Linked DNA regions of Columba livia: region 1 is linked to region 2. Evidence: chromatin contacts called from public Hi-C data. All regions are on one chromosome and are shown on one strand. The core of a region is the stretch at or near the end of the contact, and the rest is flanking DNA. Distances in the headings are between cores, read along the strand shown. Region 1 holds the start of TRMT11 (tRNA methyltransferase 11 homolog). Region 2 overlaps NCOA7 (nuclear receptor coactivator 7).

Region 1 (3,832 bases), core at 644-3,143, 68 kb after region 2:
GCAACACAACAGCTGAGGAAGAGAACTGAGAAACAGCAGCACAGATTAAAGAATGGCTTCTCATTCACAGTCTTTCACTTTTAAATTGAAACTCATGATTGTCATATGATCCTATTGTTAATTTTTTTTTTTTTTTTGTGAGAGAAAGGTGGTTAATTCTAGCTTCCTGGATACATTTCAAATTGAGTAATTACCTTTTGTATACTTAAAACTCCACTGAAGGCTAAAAAGGCTAATTGTTTTTCCTTGCCTTCCCTAAAATAGTTATGTAATGTTGTTGATGTAAGATGACTCCTCAAATCCACGCCAACCAAACTGCTTGATTATTTTCAGTGACAGTTACAGGAATGTATGCTAAGTTTACAAACACAGCATCTGAAAGCACTTTGTTTTTATATCAGGATCAAATACACTGTAGCTCTTATTTAGTAATGTACATACGTTTTCAAACGATGCTGAGCAGCATACAGAGACTGCCAGTGATTTTGCATGGATTCTCAAGTCAAAAGCAGGAAAAAAACAGGGCTTTAATTAAATTCTTCTGTAGAAAGCAGTATCACTAGAAAACTGAGGTATTCAGCTTCTGAGAACAGACGGCAGTGCTTTGCAGATCGAGTAGTGCAGATAAAGAGAATGCCAGGCTCCAAGAGATTAAGCTTAAACAATACCAATAACCCCTCCTGAGGAGTTTCTAAAATGGAAGCTGTACAGCTAAGCAATTTAAAGTGAGACAGATTGGAAAAATAAAAGCAGACTTCTTCCACTAAATCTCAGCAATCCCAAGATTTTGTATACACTGTCAGACTCATAGGGTTTGTCAGCAGTTCAGCGATGTGGTTATTGCCAGATCTCAGGGCTCGACCGCTGAGATGGACAAGCCTAATCCACTTCTACGTCTTTTCTTTCTCTTCTAGGAAAGTTCACATTTAGATGCCAGTTCATATATAGATTGTTTTCTTGCCAATCATCGGGGCTAGAGCTTCATAGCAAAGCTCACTTTTGATTATCACAGGAGGAGGTAACTGGGGAAGCTGTGGGATGAGATTATGGACAGGCATAAAGAACTTGGCCCACGGAGTACTCACAGGTCATAGGCAAAATCTTTGCTATCCAGAAAAAAGATGCCCAAAAATTAGCACAGAAAATACTGAACATGAGTTCAGTGCTAAGCTGGCCTGCATCTAATAAAAAGCTTACTGAAATCTGGATAAGCTGAAACTTTCAGCTCAACATAACAGGGAGATCAGTGAGTGCGGGGTTCCAGTTGTCAAGTCTAAGTGTTAAAATAAAAATATAAGATGCAATCCAAAACCTTCACCCCTCCACCTCGCCATCAGACAATCATATCTCTGCCCTTTTCCGGGGAATCTGTTTCTCTAGCTGCTCCTCCACCCAGATCGCCGGCGCTGACCTCCTTCCCGCGGAAAACGAACGCGACTCCTTTGGCGTCTGTTAATTGTTAATGCTCTTTAACGACCTGCTCCACCGATGCCTGCGGGGTCAGGTTATTGTCGGGAGGAGAGGCCACAGCTGCATTGCCCGAAGGGCTCAGCCCCAACCAGCCGCCCGACCCGCCCTCCGAGCCTTCTCCATCGCGCACCAGTGGAACGCTATTGAACCCGTGTCCCCAGTACGCAAATATTTACTTGCTTAAAAATTATATACGGGTACTGCTGGGTAATGCACGCGGCGTGCATTACAAAGCATACACAAAACATAAATTAAAAAAGGGATGAGAGGATGAGCTCAGCGCTAATTAACTACGAGTGCCCGCAGCACGCTGTCGCCGCGCAGGCGGCCGCTGCCCAAGAGCCCCGCAGCCCCGCTCGCACCCAGCACTGCGGGGCGGCGCGGGGGTCCCCGACACACGCCCCTTACCGGTGGCGGCGCCTCCCGCCGAGGCGGGCGGGCTCCTCCCGCGGCTGCTGGGCCCGCCCGGCGGCGCATGCGGCGCGGGAGGCGGGGGAATGGCCGGACATGGCGCTGGCGGCCGCTACGCTCCGGCGGTACCTGCTGCTCCTGGCGCAGGAGCACCTCGAGTTCCGCCTGCCGGTGAGCGCCTCACGGGGCCAGGACTGGGGTTGGGGCCGGGGCCGGGGGGTCGGCCCGCTGAGGCGGAGGGTGGGCGAGGCGCTGCCCTCGGGAGCAGCCCGGGGGGTGCCCGGGAGGCGGCGGGGCCTCGTTGCTGCCCGCCCCGGGCGGCGCGGGGAGAGCCGGCGGCTGGCGGGGTGGGGGCGCCCGGAGCCCCTTCCCTCGCCGCTCTGCGCTTCCCCTCGCAGCGGGCGTGGGCTTCCGCTCTGCCCCGGGCGCCGTGGGGAGGTGGCTCTGAGGAAACAGCTTCCTTGCTGCTCTCAAGAGCCTTTGGGGCCAGGAGAGGTTGCCAGCAAAGTACCTGGGGCTCCAAGTAAGAAATGGGAACTCGGAGGAAAAAAAAGCAGGGTTTATGAAAATCTCTCTAAGTTCTTGTTTTGGTGACTTTTTAGTTTAAGCTGTGTAGCTGCTCCCAGCCGTGTGATGTGGGTACATATGTGGTTGGTGCTGTGCTGGTGACACGTGAGACCCTCTGCCCCAGGTGTTCATGGAGTTGTGCAAGGCAGGAGGGTGTGCATATCTTCATTTTCAGGAAGATGACTTGAGGAGCAGCAGACACGGCTTCTCTGAAGTTCCAGGGCCTGCACACATGCTGGGATCAAATGGAGATCTCCAAGGCTGGTGTCTGCCATCAGGCTTCCTCCTCTGTGTCGCACTGGTGGCACGAAGGACTGCTCAGTTTTGGCTTGTAATGCTGAGTGTTCGCTCAGCCAGAAGGGTTCACGCTGTGCTGGCCGATGCGGGATCAGGGAGAGCAGACCCGCTTCTGCAGGGGCATCGCAGCAGGTCAGGCGTGGGAGCCAGCGAGTCCTGCCTCTGCAAGTGCCATCTGCTTGTCATGGACAAGTTTATGCCAGTTGGTTGCAAAATTTGGGTGCACTGTTTGTTCCCTGACACTAAATCATACCAATCGCTATTCACAGAAATAAATAAAAAAAAATAATTGTAACTTGAGGGTGACAGAGCACTGGAACAGGCTGCCCAGGGGCATTGTGGAGTCTCCTTCTCTGGAGACATTCAGAACCCGCCTGGACACCTTCCTGTGTAACCTCATCTAGGTGTTCCTGCTCCGGCAGGGGAATTGGACCAGATGGTCTTTTGAGGTCCCTTCCAGTCCCAGACATTCTGTGATTCTGTGATTATCTGAAGCTCCCTGGTATTTTGAGGCCCTGGTGTTTTTCATGGGTCCTTGGTAAACATCTGATTTAGCACACACTCAATTTCCATGTTTATAAGAAAACCCTCTTGTTTGTAAATTTAACTTTTGATGACTTACAGCGTTATTAAACACTGTAACAAATGTTGATACCTTCACTGCTCTTCTAGGCACCATCTGAAGAACTAGGAATATGAGATCCAGGATAATATTGTCTTGTTTAAAATAGTGCTGAAATGCAGAGTTATTTTTTTAGAATCGGTAGGTCATCATTACACATTTTAAAATGTTTATTGTGTATTGCATCGTTTGTTTTTCTTGTTTTCATTAAGGCTTTCTTCTGCGCATTATTTTTTACTATCTACTTTGTGGGAACTGGAACATGAATTTATTTATGATCAAATCAATTTTTCTTTAGGCAAGGTCATCAAATTAAGTTAAAAAAAAAAAAAAGACAATCTATATGTAACACGCAAGGTTTTTCTTTTTTCACCGGGGCTGTAGTCGCACCTGGTTGATTCAGCTGCTGAAGGAAGCAGTTCCATTTCCCTTCTCTTTTACTCCAGTGACTGCTCAGCTGTGTGT
Region 2 (4,004 bases), core at 757-3,256:
ATTCAGTTGTTTGTTAAGCATTTCTGTTGAATAAGTGTTAACCAAAACCAAGTGGAATTTCTAGAAAAGAACTGTTGTCAGATTTCCATTTCTTTTTTGTCTCGGTGTTAGAGTTGCACAGCTTTACTGGTTGGTTGTTGTCTTGTAGTGAAAGTTGTGCAGATAATGTTCCCGCTCCATTTTCTGCTCAGTTTTCTTTTTACACTAACCACCTACCTTGTTAGTGTAATTGGAAACTCAGGCTGTTTTATTCTAAAAATGCAGTTTTACTTCCCTTTTATAGGCAGCCCAATAGACTTGGGTATAGAAGATGAAGTAGTCTATTTCTTGAAGTCTTTCCTAGCTCTTTTCCTGTAAGTCAGTGCCCAAGCTTTTAAGCAGTCTGTTGAAAATTAATTTAAGTGAGTACTGCTGACCTTGTATTTTTACCTGCCTACTCTGAAATTACGTCTGTGTCAGATCATTAGTCTTTATTAAATGGTATGAGAATGGTTGTCATGTTGCAGAAAGTTTCTGCTCCCTGTTCCCTCTCCAGGGTAGATGCCTGAAAGATCTCTGCAGCCAGCTCACAGTCCCCATTAACAACCAGTTCCTCTGATTCTGATGGGATTCAGTGGAAAAGCCCCCATGCACAGGTTGTGCACAGTAACAGACTGGAAACTATTTGGACAGACATAGAAAATGGCTTATAAGTTGTTCAGAAAACAGTTTGAGGAGCTGTAAAAGGATGCCTCTATATAAATTCAGAATAAATGTTTTTCCTGTCAGAACCAATTAGCTTGAAAAACACTATCTGCCGTCTAAATGAAATTACAGATGCATAAGACTCTTTCCTCAGAAACCGGAGTGGTTTTGCAGATAAGCTGTTTGCTTATCCTGCCCTCCCCTTTTCTCTCTCCCAGTTCCTTCCCCCAACAACTTTCCTAATGAACCCCAACATATCCATTGACTCGGATACTTAAAAACTAACATCTTCTGCAGTAACACCTTATCCATTTTCTGGAGAAGAAGCATATTGTTTTGTCTGAAAGGCTGATTTAATTGCAAAACCTGACACTTGTCAAACTGAGTGGTTTCATTTATTTATTTATTTGGCCTTCAGCTCCCTTTTGCTCTCATAACAGTTAGGACAAGACTGAATGTTGGTTTTGTTCAGAGAAATCCCCTTTAAAACACAACAAAACCACTAGAAATCTTCCAGAGAAGTTGAAGAAGGAAATAAATTCACAAATGGTGTTCTCAAATCCATCTTCCACGGCAGCTCTTGCCGCAGAGGGTGGGAAATATGTGAGAGCTGTGAGAAGAGCGAATGAGACCTTCAGCCTCCAGCTTCTTCATGAGATGATGGGTCAGGAGACGACGGGTTTGAAATCGGAGTGGGCCCGGGACTGGCAGCTGGTGTGGGTGCCCAGTCTGCCTTGCTGGGATGCGCAGGTCTGTGTGAGGGAAGGGCAAACGGAGGCTGAAGAGGGTCCCTCAAGGGGATGGAGTTTTGTTCCAGATACAGTAAATGCTCTGGATCTGCTCTTTGCTCTCTGCAGCACTGTACCAGCACATGTTAATAATGAATTGCCTTGTTTGTATACAGGATTTTGTATTTGCTTTACTAAGAGAGTGCATGTAATGTCAAAAAGCATAGTAAATTTGAGGCTGCTGTCATGGTTTTAAGTGCTGTTGAAGGCTTGTTTTGGTTCTTTGGGATATTATAGTTGAGTGAAATGGAGGGTTTTGGGTAATTTTGGCCAGGCATTAGAGACGTCTAAAAGCAACATCTTCCAAGCAGAGATCATAGTCCTAGGCAGAGTTGCAGTAACTCCGGGTCCTTGTGATGAAAGTCATACTCGGTCTTTATCTGGTATTTTTTTCTGGTGTAAAAGTTGTCGCTTTTGCAGTTGATGATCATTGCCTTGAAATGGAGCTGTGGGCAGGAGGAGTAGCCTCGGCACTACCTGAAAATCTGATGTCTGCCATGAGGATGGGATGGAAATTATGGCATGCCCAGATTCTTGGATTGCTCTCACCTGAAAAGTGCCTGTGGTGCTGCCCATCCAGAGCAGCAGCTGTGGGCTGTGGAAGCTCTAGCTTGTGTGATGAGCTCTTGATGGGATGTGGGAATCGGGCAAGATTAAACATTACAAGGAAAAGCATCAGTCAGTGATGTTGTGGTCAGTCAGTTCAAACGGTTGCTTCTGCTTTCCTCTTCGCTATCACAGTTCTGTTTTAGCTCTTTATTCTTAAAGTTACCTAAGGCAACTTTGAAAACTTGAGTTCAAATGAGTATGTTTTAAGGAAAGTGTGGATAGAAACTGTTAGTGTAGTCACAAGGACTGTTAACATCTAGAGAAGTTTTTTTCTCTCTTTTTTTTTTTTTTCTGTGTGTTTTGTTTTTTTTTTTTTTTCCACAAAATAGTTCGGTTTCCATTAGCAGATTTTTTTGTTGTTGTTTTGTGGTACTGCATATATGCCACAGAAAGCTTATTTAACAGAGTTTGTGATCAAAACAAACAGACTAGGAATCTGAGACTGGGTGGAAGGCACTGATGCAGTGTGAGTAGAGCTGAGGCTGCCAGCGGGTGCTTGCCAGTTCTTGTCTACTGAAGCAGATGATTTGAGTGCCCTGTGATACATACACGTGCAGGAAGGTTATTAAGTCACTACAGAAAACGTCAGGGCCGTCTCTGATTTACAAGCCTGGAATCAAGTACAACAGTGAGGTAAGAATTTCATTGCGTTTCAGTGTAAAGAGCTGCTTTGCAAAGATTTCTGCAAGGGCTAAATATAGACGTTGTGTATGCAATGTGACTGTAATGTTTTGTGGTTGCTACAGCAGCCTTTGATCAGGGCTGTGGCTTATTAGTCAAAAATAAGCTTCCTTTCCATACTCAAATTTTCATTAGTCTAAACAAACCACTTCATTTGTTATATAGATGTATTCACTTTTATCTTTTGGAAATCCCTGTAGATTGTTTTAATGTGTAGTCAGGACCTGATCCATGAAGTTTCACACACACTAAATCTCTTTTGCTGTGCAGAGCATGAACTGCTACTGCCTGTCTTAAAATCAGTGGGTTTGAATGAATGGGGAACCGCAGAAATAGGAGCCGTCGTCACTGAGTTGGCTGCAGAATGTGGATCTCCTGCTGCTGTACTTTGGGGGGCATTTAAGAAAAATGTATACATATGTGTGTGATAGATACACATTTGCAAGGCAACCTTTTGAGATGTTTCACTAGAAATTGTTGGTTATGTGGTCTGAGAAACTGAGCCTTCTCAGAGGTCTCAAGCTAGATATTCTGAACTTGGGAACTTGTTTTAATATTTTATTTAAAAACAAACAAAAAAATGTGTGTACCCTGAAATGTCTTACTATAATTCTAAAATCCTCTGTGCATTTATGTTCTACCCTGAAAAAATACATTGATAGAATATAAATATAAAAGGTGGAAGGAAGAATCTCTGAAATTCCCACATTACATTAATAAATTAATGCATTAGGTTTTCCCTTACATAAGCTGCTGCTGTGAGATCATGTAACCTTTTCCCGTTTGTGGTGACTCATTGATTGTCTGTATTTTCTGTGCATTATTCTTCCTCTGCACATAACAGTTTTTATCATTAACAAGAGTAATTTACTACTCCCTCCTTTAGGTATCTTGTAACTAAGAAGTTAATGTACTAGAGAGAAGGTTCATTAGATAGATTAGTTTTTCATTTTGTGTGTTACGTGTCAGTGATTCTTAACTGAGGACTATTGTAGTGACACTGACTCAGCCCATAAAGGCAGCCTTTGCTCTCACTAAGCAAAGTCAGAGCTAAAGATGGTGATTTAGCAGAAAATCCCGTGTTAGAATTCCTGAAGCATCTTTCTCACTTGAACTGTGCTTTAAGGATTCTTCTCAAAAGAAAATACTCTTGTTGCTATAGTGATCAGTTGGCAGATTTATAGGCAGCTTGTTAAGATTTCTCCCAGGCGAGCTGCAGCAGCTGGAAAACGTTCTTTCACA

Evidence for each region. Hi-C and Micro-C count contacts between places; a contact is called where the count stands out from the background.
Region 1: a Hi-C map of liver shows a contact between it and region 2, with 2.0 times the contacts expected there. The contact joins the promoter of TRMT11 here to the enhancer-like site in region 2. A contact is called at or near these places in 2 of 2 Hi-C or Micro-C datasets (crop and liver).

Annotation. Positions count from the first base shown.
Region 1 is chr3:55,798,322-55,802,153 of bColLiv1.pat.W.v2, forward strand. It overlaps TRMT11 (tRNA methyltransferase 11 homolog), which reads left to right and starts at 1,894. Exons shown (of 13, transcript XR_010471353.1): 1 at 1,894-2,052.
Region 2 is chr3:55,729,760-55,733,763 of bColLiv1.pat.W.v2, forward strand. The region is part of intron 4 of NCOA7 (nuclear receptor coactivator 7); the gene reads left to right. Among named protein-coding and RNA genes, the nearest start is that of NCOA7, 44 kb to the left of the region's middle. Within about 2 kb of position 2,007, at least 1 of the 3 cell types and tissues checked has an H3K27ac peak away from gene starts, as active enhancers do.